3 separate regions of the Mus musculus genome follow, and regions 1 and 2 are each linked to region 3. A link is a contact called in public Hi-C and promoter capture Hi-C data. All regions are on one chromosome and are shown on one strand. The core of a region is the stretch at or near the end of the contact, and the rest is flanking DNA. Distances in the headings are between cores, read along the strand shown.

Evidence for each region. Promoter capture Hi-C pulls out the DNA fragments that hold promoters and counts their contacts. Hi-C and Micro-C count contacts between places; a contact is called where the count stands out from the background.
Region 1: a Hi-C map of Sertoli cells shows a contact between it and region 3, with 2.0 times the contacts expected there. The contact joins the promoter of Ccdc105 here to the promoter of Syde1 in region 3. A contact is called at or near these places in 4 of 39 promoter capture datasets (cranial neural crest, embryonic stem cells, liver and 1 more), 7 of 484 Hi-C or Micro-C datasets (Sertoli cells, embryonic fibroblasts, embryonic stem cells and 2 more), 5 of 115 datasets of contacts at active chromatin or transcription factors (the NIH/3T3 cell line, embryonic forebrain and embryonic stem cells) and 1 of 9 other capture datasets (embryonic stem cells).
Region 2: a promoter capture Hi-C map of embryonic stem cells shows a contact between it and region 3, with 2.3 times the contacts expected there. The contact joins the promoter of Slc1a6 here to the promoter of Syde1 in region 3. A contact is called at or near these places in 5 of 39 promoter capture datasets (the 3T3-L1 cell line, cranial neural crest, embryonic stem cells and 2 more) and 1 of 484 Hi-C or Micro-C datasets (uterus).

What each region holds. Positions count from the first base shown.
Region 1 is chr10:78,751,726-78,755,483 of GRCm38.p6, forward strand. It overlaps Ccdc105 (coiled-coil domain containing 105), which reads right to left and starts at 1,342. Exons shown (of 7, transcript NM_027630.1): 1 at 680-1,342. The coding sequence starts at 1,249. All of the region lies in intron 1 of Gm30400 (predicted gene, 30400), which reads left to right.
Region 2 is chr10:78,778,350-78,782,471 of GRCm38.p6, forward strand. Slc1a6 (solute carrier family 1 (high affinity aspartate/glutamate transporter), member 6) reads left to right here and starts at 2,147. Exons shown (of 10, transcript NM_009200.3): 1 at 2,147-2,332. It also overlaps a transcript of Ccdc105 not described here.
Region 3 is chr10:78,589,862-78,593,542 of GRCm38.p6, forward strand. Syde1 (synapse defective 1, Rho GTPase, homolog 1 (C. elegans)) reads right to left here and starts at 2,103. Exons shown (of 8, transcript NM_027875.1): 1 at 1,941-2,103; 2 at 41-382. The coding sequence starts at 2,028. Gm30346 (a long non-coding RNA gene) reads left to right here and starts at 2,180. Exons shown (of 3, transcript XR_380602.2): 1 at 2,180-2,619.

The sequences.
Region 1 (3,758 bases), core at 92-2,591, 160 kb after region 3:
ATTGGGGAAAGGCACCTGGGCTGTTCTTTTGGAAGTTCCCTGACAGGAACGAAGATATTCTAAAGAGACACGTAAGTCCTTCAATCTAACTATTAACAGACCCCCAAGAAACTGGAATTCACCCCAGATATCTCCTCCTGGGGAAAGGAAAAGGCCTGGTACCAGGTGGAGGAGAAACTCTCATCCCAGAAGGGATTTCACATTGTACTGACAGCTAACCAGACCCTTGGTCGAAAGAGACTGAGCCTAGACAAAAGGTCAGCGATGGGCAGGGCCACGCCTTAACTCGAACGGCTTAGATGTGGGTAGTGTGGCTCCCTCTTTAAACTTTAATCTCTCAGAACAACGAAAATGGACAGCAGAGGGTTACTGGAGGGATATTTTTGCCCTTCTTCGAGAAGTGCTCTCATTGGTTAAATACCCTATCTGCTTTTTACTATTAATTTTTCTGTTCTACTTGGTGTATAGAGGACGGGTGGCCGAACCTGGTTTCTTGGAGGCACAGATTGTGACCTCAATTTCAGTAACAATTTTTGGGAAACTCAGGCTTTGGAACTTGGAGGTGTAGCCACCCTATTTTGCGGGTGTCCTCGCTGGAGATGGAGAATAGGGTGTGTTGTCTGTCTGAAGAAGGAAGCATCAACCTCTGTCTCTGGTGTGGTGGCGGGGAGGGTCGCACCTTCTCACACTTAGGTCGGTAGCCCCGCAACTTGACGCTCTGCTGATTGATGAGCAGGCCCTTGCGCACCTCGCTGAGCCTGCGGTCAGTGGCCTCGCGCTGGCGCAGCAGCAGCCGCAGCTGCCCATTGATCTGGTGCTGTGCGCGGCCCAGGCGGGCGGCGGTGAGGCGCGCCCCGCGTGCGTGCGCGTGCACCACCTCGGCGGTTTGCTGGGCACGCGCGTCGCGGTGCATAGGCAGCGGTAGGCGCGCGTACCAGGCCGGGGGCTTCATCTTCCCTTTCCATAGGGTGACGCCTTCTCCGGGCGGTGGCTTTTCCAGGGTGCCGCCCCCTTTGAGCATCTCTACCCGAAAGCGCCAGGGTTCCATGTAGGCGGCGCGGCCCAGGTGGTGTGCCACGTTCGGGTCCAGTACACTGTCCTTGGGCTGCCACATGGTCACCGCCTCCTGCCCACAGCGATCGGTCAGAAGGTGTGCCTTGCGAGACGTGGCCTTGGCCGCCTGGCGCCATTCTGGAGCCCCAACGCGCGAGTCCTGGCCCGGGTCGGTGGAAGGGAGCAACACAGGCATGGTTCCTTATTTAGTGCCCGCGATCTCCTCGGAGAATGGACAGGGGTCCACCCAGCCCTAACCACACACCACTCTTTACTGGTGGCTAGAATGCGTGCTCCCAGAGCTCCCCTCACCGTGGCAACCAGGACAACCATGGAGATTGCGTTCCAGGGGCGGGGGATGGGAAAGGCAAAATGGAGAACTAGGCCTGGAAATTCAGACTGTATTCCTTGAGGGAGCCGCTTTTATGGAGTTCCTCTCTCATTGTTTCTCTTGATTTTGGAAATGTGTCAACCAACCTATATCTACTAGTAGATAACACAGCCTTGCATTTGGAAAATCCTAAGGAATTCACAAACTAGTACTAATATTAGTAGTTTTGAAGTATACATGAATACCATATACATATATTTGTGTGTGTACACCACCACAGGGTGTATGTACTGGTGAGAGGCATTGTGCAGTAATTCGTTCATCATGAGGGGTCCCGGAATCATACTGAGCCATCTTGTTGGCTCCCAATTATGTTTTTATACTCCTGAAATGAACAATCAACAAAACAAAACAAAACCCAAAAAACAAACAACAACAAAACCAGAAAAAACCCCAACAAACAACAGCAACCTGAATTAATACAATTCCTGGGCAGGAGAGATGGCTCAGTAAGGTTAAGAGCACATATAGCTCTTCTGAGAACTTGAGTTCAATTCCTATCACCCACATCAGATGGTTTACAACTGACTGACACCTAGGGGAATCTGACACCTCGGACCTCTGTGGGCACTGCATTCATGTGGACAGATCACCCCCCCCCCCATACACAGAATTAAATAATAAAAATATATAAATGAAAAAAAGACTACAATTTCTGAAGCTGGGAAGATGGCTCAGCTGGTAAAGTGCTTGCCTTACAATACAACATCTGAATTTGATTTCCAGAACCTACATGAAAACATGCCAGGCTGACCCGGTGGTGAGATTGTAATCTCAGCACTGGGTATGCTAAAATGAGGATTTCTGGGGCTGGCTGGCCACTAGTTGACCTGGCCACCTCCTGGGGAGTGAGAGATCCTGTCTCAAAAATGGTGGAAGAGCTAGCTAAAGACAGACACCTGAGGTTTTATGCACCTTAAACAAACAAACCAAAACAATGCAATTCCACTTAAAATAGAGTAAAAAAGATTAAAATATGTAATACTCTCCAGCTCTTAGGACAGTCTAAGTTCTTTCTTACCTCAAAATTGAGAACTCTTTTCTTCTCATAGAATTTTCCTTTGCTGACTTCGTGGTTTACTTCATTTCGATCTTCAGAACCCAGCTTATATATCTTAAAGGAGTCTTTCTCTACTATGACCACAGTGAGCTTTACTCTCCTATTGCACAGGGTTTTTAGTGCAAGCTACCAAAACTAAAAAGATGGTCTCTTAGATGACAGTTACAAAATAAAAAAAGAAAAAGGCCCAAGCCAATGCTTTAAACAACAAAAATCAACAACCGGAGACTCAAAGAAAAACAACCAAAGCCTTGAGTCTTTTTCAGAATAGGAAATAAAATAGATATCAGAAGTGGATGGATGGAGGGAACTGGGTGAGAGGGAGTGGAGAAGGGTAGTGGGGTGGAGATCAGGTGTAGGGAGAGCAGGGGAGAGAACAGAAATCATCTGTGGATGCTTGAGGGGCGTCTCTAGGACTTGTCAGAGGCCTGGGACTGAGGGAGACTCCAAGGTGGCTACAGTGATGACTCTAGTTGGAACTCCCATCAAGGGGGGAGATATTGATCTGGAAATGGCCACTTCCTGTAGTCAGGCAGGAATCACAGTTGAGGAACAAGGACAACAATCCACTCACAAAACCTTCTACCTAAAATGTGTCCTGCCTACAAAATGCACAGGGCAAAGATAGAGCGGAGACAGAGGGAATGGCCAACCAATGCCTGGCACAAATTGAGACCCACCCCATGGGAAAGCATCAATCTCTGACACTATTTATGATGCTTTGTTATGCTTGCAGACAGGAGCCTCACATAACTCTCCTCTGAGAGGTTCCACCCAGTAGCCAATGGAAACACTCAGAGACCCATAGCCAAACATTAGATGGAGCTTGGGGAGTCTTGTGAAAGAGTTGGGGGAAGGATTGAGGGAGCTGAGAGGACAGGAACTCCAGAGGAAGACCAACAGAGTCAATTAACCTGGACCCTTAGAGGATCCCAGAGACTGAACCACAAACCAAAGAGCAAGCATGGACTGGACCTACGTCTCCCACACATATGTAGCAGATGTACAGCTTGGTCTTCATACAGGTCTCCCCCACCCCCCAAATTGGAGCAGGGACTGTTCCTGTATTTGTTGTCTGCCTGTGAATCCTATTCCCCTACCTGGGCTGCCTTATCTGGCCTCAGTGAGAGAATATGCCTAGTCCTTCTGTGACTGATGTGCTGGGGTGGATGGGTGGGTGGGAGGGGTTAGGGAGTAGGGTGGGGAGTGAAGGAGTGGGAGGGGTAAGTGGGAGGTAGGTGGTTGTGATACCCA
Region 2 (4,122 bases), core at 897-3,396, 190 kb after region 3:
GAAAAGTTACTTAACCTCTCTGAGTCCCCTTTGCAATGTCTGCCAAGAGGGATGGTAATGCCTACTTTGTAGTGCAGTGCAAATGCGATATAAAGAAATATAAATATAAATATCAGATCATAGACAGAGAGTGAAACAGAGGGAGTTGGGGGGGTGGGAGGCAGGGATGTCTTGAAAGTGTGACCTGGTCCTACCTACATCTAGGGTAGCTATTCATTAAGCCTTAATCACACCTTAGCTTCACTTGCAGGATTATTTAAATAGGTTCCATCCCGGGCATGTGATTCAGTTGGTCTGAATTTCAAACAGACTCAAAAGTTTTGTCTGCTCAGGTTGGGAGGCAGTGCCTTCTGGACGTGACAGGGCTGTTGACCCCATGAACTCACAGCTGCTCTGGTCGCCTGCACAAGAGCTCACAAGCCCCAACCCATAGCTGAGGGGCTACTGACAGCTGATTGCTGTTTGGGGAGGGAAAGACAGTTTTCTTAAGGAGTGTGGTCCCTGGTAGGCTGGCCATGCTCCAGGGGATGGCCACACACACATCCACACAGAAGCAGCACTAATAGGACCCAGGGGGTTAACAATGAGTGGTCTTCAAAGAGTTGGAAGGAGGATATGACCAAAATACATTGTATGCATGTATGAAATTCTCAAAGAATAAGTAAAAATACATTAAAAACAGTGACTCCAAATTCTATATATTTTTCTGCAAATTTGATCATTTCATTCTTTATGGGTGTGCAAAATTTCATGGTGTAAATGTACTGCATTTTTTTTTTTTTTTTTGTTCAGGGGCTGGTGAACTTTTGGGATGATCCCACAACGTACCTGTAGCCACACTGGTCCACTGATTTGTGGATCTCTGGATTGAGAGCCACACTGACTTGGGGGGAGGGTGTGGGGTAGAATCCCAGTGCAGTTTTGATTTGGCATCAGAATTTAAAACTGTTCTCCTTGTGTTTAAAAGGTCCAGGTAAGACTGAGAACTACCTTGTTTAGCAAGTGTTCAAGGATTAGGGCCAGGGCTCTGAGTACAACGACTGGACAGCTCTGAAGGCTGTGCTATTTTATGAGAACCTGTCACTTTGTCTGCAAACTGGGGTGGTAACGTGTGTTTAGTATGGCTATGTAAATGAAATAGAACTCAAGGAATCTTCCAGATGCATGATGTTGCCATCAATAATAGCACAGTAATAACAACAACGAACATCGATTGACTACACTACAGTACATGTTTGTATTGTGAGCTTGCCACGGCACATCCGTGGAGATCTGGTGTTGGTTCTCTCCTTGTTGGTTCTCTCCTTCACCATTACGTAAGTTCTAGGAATGAAACTCAGGTTGCCAGCCTTGCCCTGCAAGCAGTAGTAAGCCATCTAACCAGTGTCTTCCGGGTTGATTTTTATTATCCCGCTGGGGTTGGTGTCAAACTCTGTAAAGAGGCTCAGTTCTCAGAAGAACTAATGTGCTGGAAGCTACCAAGTCAGTGTCAACCTGGAGGAAGATGCCAGCTCCACAGTGTCGCAGATACGCTGCAGATTGCAAGGGATACCATTAATTACAACAGTAACAGCAATTATGAAAGGTTTCGATTTGCACAGCGCTTCATGCTGCAGAGAGCGTTTTCACGTTCGCTTTACTTTCCTCAGCTGTAATTTTCTCTCAGGTCGGCCAAGTCACCTCCCTTGTTTCAGCGAGGAGGCCAGGCTCAGAGAGGGAGAGGGACTGGCCGAGAGGGACACAGCAGTAAAGTGGCCAAAGCCAGAAAGGTGCACCTGAGGGAGAAGCTGGGCAGCGAGCCCACGTGGTGGCTGTGGTCACCCGATGCGGGCTGTCTTCCCTCCCCCTGCCTCAGACCCACGCTGAGGATGTGGGCGCTCTCCCAGCGGTAACAGGGCTGGGTACCCCAACATCCCAGGAGGCCTGCTGGCCTCGGAGGACTCGGGAGGGGCAGGGGGCGGGCTCGGAGGCGCGGCTCGGCGCGGGGGCGGAGGCTGTGCGGGAGAGGCCGGTCACCCCGCCCGCCCCGCGTCCCGGAGCTCCTGAGCAGCTGCGGCAGGGGGACATCCCCGAGGGGGTCCCGCCCCCCGCCCCGGCCCCGCGCCCCCCGCACCCACGTGAGCTCAAGGCCAGCCTGCATTCCTCCGATTGCATAGCGCATCCCTGTTCCGCGTCGCTCTCTCTGTCTTCGGGTCCCCAACGCAGACACAGCGCGGGTCCCTGGAGGGTCCCTGCGGACCCGGCCAGGTCCTTCAGCGGGTTCTGGCTTCTGCATCCCGGCGCAGCGCGCAGGCCAAGGCGCGGGCAAGGCGGCCCCGCTGACCCGAGGCTGGTGAGTGGGACATTTATCCTGAGTAGGGTTGGCTCTGGGTCCGAGTCATTCCCTGTGCACAGGTCTCCACTTTCTCATTACCTTTCCTCAGTGCTTTCCAGTCCCGTTATAGGTGCTGAGCCTGCCTCTGCCCTGCCACTCTGGTGAGTTTCCTTACTTTAGATCCCTGGGTCTCCTTCCCATCTCCAGAACTCCCCATTCAGCAACCTCAACTCCCAGGCAGTCCTATTTCCAATACTGAATATGATGTCTCTCCTATTTCTTTGGCTGGACTCCATTTTCCCTACCAGGGGTTCATAATCCAACTCCAGACATGCCTGCTGTGGTTAAGACCGACCATCATTCCAAGGGAGCTGGGTATGGAGGTGCGATTGTGGTTGTACTGTGTTATTTATTTTTGGGTGAGCATGTGCTTGTGTGCCTAAGACTTTGGTGAACATCATTGTCCACGGAGTTTCATTTGCATGGGGTACTTGTGCAGGAGGCTCAAAGTGTGTGGCTTTGAGTTTCATGGTGTGCATGGTGGTGGCGCGCGCGTGCTGGCGCGCATGTGTGTGTTTCTCTGTGTAGACTTTGTATGTCTAATGCTGAATGTATGGGGTTGGTTGTATTTCTGACGGTGTGAGAGAGGTTATCTGTCTTCTGGTGTGCATGACTGTAGCAAAGGTTTGTTTGTGGGGAGGAAATATGTGTTTGGCATGGCGCGTATGGATTCACAGTTCTGGAGGGTGTGTGGCTGTATGTCTGAAGAGTCTGCGTGGGACTGCATGTCCATAAAGGAGTACATAGGTGTCAGTTGCACACAGGATGTGACGCTGTCTGTATTCAAGTGAGTGTGTGATGAATGATGTCTATCTTGCCTCTTTCCCGTCTGTCACTTACTCCTCCAGGTAGCATAGCATCAATATATGATGTTATTTAAACAAAGAATCTTCCTTTAGCCCGCCATCGTTTGTGCAAGAAAAGGCCCTGGAGATGGCTTAGTTATAGGCCTGAGAATGGAGGGAGGAGAGAAAAAACAGGCCATTTAAGCTTACAGCTTTAGGGCTGGAGAGATGGCTCGGTGGTAAAGAGGACTTCCCTGGTTTGGTTGCCTGTTTCATGGGCTCTAATACCCTCTTCTAGCACTCACACACATAAGATAAAAATGAACCTATTTACCCCCCCCCCCCCCCACACACACACACACCTGCACTGTTTCAGGCTGCATCAACAAAGAAAAAGAAAACATGAAAAATACAAACAAAAAGATCGTTTCTTGTGTATTCCTTTCCTAAAGGTTGAAGCTAACCTCCAAGGCCATATCACACTGCATTCTGGTTAAGAAATACCAACAACACTCCTCTCTCTCTCTCTCTCTCTCTCTCTCTCTCTCTCTCTCTCGTTCTTGCTCTCTCTCTTTCCCTCCCTCACTCCTTCCCTTCCTCCTTTCCTCTTTCACTTCCTCCTCACCCTCTCTATCAGAAGAAAAGAGCTCCCTGTGTAGCCCAGGCTGGCCTGAGACTTGCCACTTAGTTGCTGTTTCTCAAGTGCTGAGACTACCACCACGCCTGGCTCACACAGATCTGCTTTTGGATGAACCTTCCATCTCAGGATGATGTGTATTTTATGGAGTTGGTGTTATTTCACATCTATAGCCAATGTATGGTCAGTGTAGCAATGTACATTTCTTCTCCTGAGGGGTTTGTTAGAACACACTGTGCCCCTTTTTAATCTTTTGGGGTCTTTTTCCCTATTGCTTTCTGGCAATGATGCTGGTGGCCCTTAGCTTTGGGTATCAGCTGTATAGT
Region 3 (3,681 bases), core at 853-3,352:
TTGTGCATGCTTGTAGGTGAATATAACACTTTGTGCTTACCTTGGATGTTGGGGCCTTCTGGCTCAGAGGAAGCTAGCTGTGATCCCAAGGGCTCAGGTGCGGGTGGTCTGGGGTCTTCTTCAGGGATGGGGTTGTACCAAATCTCACCAGCAGGCTCCCCACTGCTAGGTGTCCTAGGCCCCAAAGAGATCTCCTCTGGTGGTTTAGCCCCTCCTAGCACCCATCGGCGGCTACTGGGCTCCAGGCTTTGCAGGTAGGCCCCCCGAGTGGGGCTTCGAGGTGTCTCGGGGCTGGGTGGTACCTCTGCTCCAGCCTGAGACCCTTCAAGGACACGAGGTTCTGGTTCTGGGGGTTTGGGCTCTGAGCGCTGGGCTGGGTGGCCTGGTGGAGAATGAAGATGGTAAGACCCAACTCTCAAGTTCCCAGAGGTCCAGGGAGGCAGTCTAGCTAATTGGCTTCAGCCCTCACTTCACATAACCAATCGACAGCAAGGAAGCTCTTTGCTAGCCTGGAGCCACTGCCTCCTTTGGAACCAGCTGTTTTGTTTGGTCCTAGCAGCTAGCTAATACTTTTGCAGTCCTAGCTTCAAGGTCCCCTGCCCTAGCCCCTAGTAATGCAAAAGGGACTGTGAATCAGCCTCAAGAGTCCAGGTCAAATGTCCTTGGAACCTCAGGACATTTCGGCTCTGTCACCCCTCTCCCAGACATTCCATTAATCCTAGAATCTTACGCCTGCCCCTTCTCATTGAGTGGCCTTGAGCAAGGCATTTTTCCTGATGCTCCATGTCTTGTTTATGAGGAGATTCAGTATTATCATATTCTCTTCTCGACCCCCTTCCAGCTTGGAGCTCAGTGTGAGAAGCAACTTTAGACAATAGGATCTGTAGCCCTGCTCAAGGCCCTAGTAGCTGCTGCTGGGAAGGCAGGGCAGGGAACGCTGGTTTCTTTTTCATTCAGCACCCTTTTCCCATTTCCCAAATCCTGCCCACAAGTTCTCTTGGATCTTGCCCCTCAGCCCAAGCCAGATTTCTACAGTCAGTGCCCCGTTACCCCGCCCCCCTTATCTTGGCTCTACTTTCTCTGACATCATGGTCGATTTCCTGTGTGTGTTTATGTGTGGGCACCCGGATCCCTTCTCTGGCCCTGGGACCCTTGGGATGCCCTGGGAACGGCCCGGGAGGAAGAGTCAGGTCCTTGGTATAGTGGCCTCCCTCCTTTAACTGCTTCCTTCCGAAGCCCCCTACCCATACAGCTTTCGTTCCTTTCCATTTCATTCTTGCTGTCTGTGGACCCCCAGATTTAAGGATCTTCTATTTCCACCCTTTGGCCCTCTGTTTCAGGTCTCTGTCATCAGTAGCATAGTCCAGAGGATTGTTTAAAGTCAGTTCACAGGCCCGGGACAAATCACCCAACAACCACGTGCCTCAGTTTCTCTGTCTTAATAAACAGGACGGTTTCTTGGGGCTGGCCACAGTAGGTGCGGCTGCAGCCTCTGGAGCGATGGTGGCATGGAATTGGGGAAAAGACTGCAATAATAAATATAACCCCGCACGACCTCTCTTTAGTACAGGAGTGTGTACCCAGGAGAGGTGCCCACCACCCAGCCATGTCGATGCCACACAGCTGTCCTCACCTCCCGCCCCTGCCCCGCCACTCTCTGGGCGCCCCTTCGAGGCCCCATTTCCTGTCAGGGGTGAGGCCCCCCTGCGGGGCCTTGCAAGGATCCCTGGGGCTGGCATCTCAGGCCAGCTGCACATAACGGTCCGTGCCCCCCGCCCCAGCCCCCCAGCCTTACAAAGATCCGGTGCATATTCCTCTCTTGCATCAGGGCTCGCTCCCGGCTTACCCACTAGGTCCCGCTGCGTACCCTACCGGGGACCTGGGGATCTGAGGCTGAGTGGGGCTCCCTTCTCTTACTTTCCGAGAGTCCCCGCACTCACCGCGGTCCTTGGCTTCTGACTTTTTTCGAGGAAGTTTCTCACGACCCCGCAGGCGGGAGAAGGTCTTCCTGAGCAGCGGCTCGGCCATGCTTGGGCCGCGGCCGGCCGAGTGCGCGCCCCGGGGCTGCGGCCGCCCGCCCCGCCCGCCTACCCCCCCCCCCCCACCGGCCCGCTCCAGCAGGAAGCGCATTCCGGGAATGCTTGGCCTTAACTTTTTTTTTTTTTTTTTCTTTTCCTTTCCCGCGGCCCGAGCAGGCGATGCTGGGAGATGTAGTCGCCTGGGGCCGGGAGGGGACATGATGGGGTGCTGGGCTGATCTAACTCTTCAACTATGAATGTCATGGCATAGGCTGGGCCCCCCATAACCATCCTCCTTGTGTGATGGCATGCAGCACATTCTGTCGGCTCCCCCAAACCGCATCCAAGGCACACATCAGCTCATGTCTTTCCTCCTGTCCGTCCATCCATCCCCACATCACCCAGTACCTCGACCACGATCTTTCCTTGGGAACCCCAAATGCCCCCAACTCAAGTTACTATTGCTGCTTATTGACCCTCAAGCTTAGTGGTTTCAGACAGCCGGGATGCTCACTGTCAGGAACATGGACGCGATATAGACGATGCAGTCTGCTGATCTCTACTCAGTCGAGAACACAGCAAGGATAGGTGTATCTCGAAAGTAAGTGGTGAAATCGGAGGTTGTATTATTATTTTTTATTTAGTACTGAAATACCGGAGGCTGGACAACTTTCTAAAGTAGACTGAGTTCATGTTGATGTCCTAGCAGCACTCCTTAAGACAGGAAGAGAAAAAAAAATCTTAGGTTTGGGCTGATTCTTACAACTTAAGTTTACTTTTTATTATGAATATGTGTGTGCTTCTGTGTGTATGGCACATGGATCGGGGTGTGTGTGTGGGTGCCCAGAAACGGCTGGGAAACAAGCACTTTTAACTGCTAATTTGGTCTCACAGAACCGTCTTCTGAAGGCCAACTCCCGCCGATAGGCTCCTTTCACCATGACTAGCCTATTAACAGGGCCACATAGAGGACTAAACTTTCAACACATGAACTGTGGCACAACTAAAGTTCAGGTCTCTTAACTGGTGCCAGACACAGGCTGGACCTCCACTGGGATAGTGGACTAAGCACCTATGTGGACACCTCTGTGTCCTTGGCTTCCTCCCAGTTCAGTAGTTTTGTGGTAATTGGTGGGTATGCAGGCGTCTAAAAGTTAAGAGTGCAGATGAGTAGAAGGAAGACCTGCCCAGCTTTGCTTATCCAGGCACATGTGGGAGGAGAAACTGTGGTGCTGCAATAGTTTGAAAAGATCTAGTACATTCTAAGAGACTGGAACTTTTGCTAGACCTTACAGCCAGAGATAATACCACACCTGGAAGTCACCCACGACTGCTAGCCTCCTATGTACTCATTGAGTAAGAGAACAATGTAGCAATCAACTCTACTTGTTTTGGATTTCCCATGCAATCAACTTCTTACAACCTATAATGTAATGCATACCTGGACTCTTAGATTAGGTACTCTTCCCGGCCCCTCACTCAGATAATGCACACGAAAGCAACACTTGCAGAAGCAGAAGCAACTTTCTACCAAAAAAACGTCGAAAGTATCCATTTACAGAAATTAGTTGATAAACAGTGATGCTTGTTATCTGTGTCAATTAGAGACAGATGGAGCTAGCAATTTAATCCCTTGTAAAACTCTGTTAAAGACTTCTGTAAA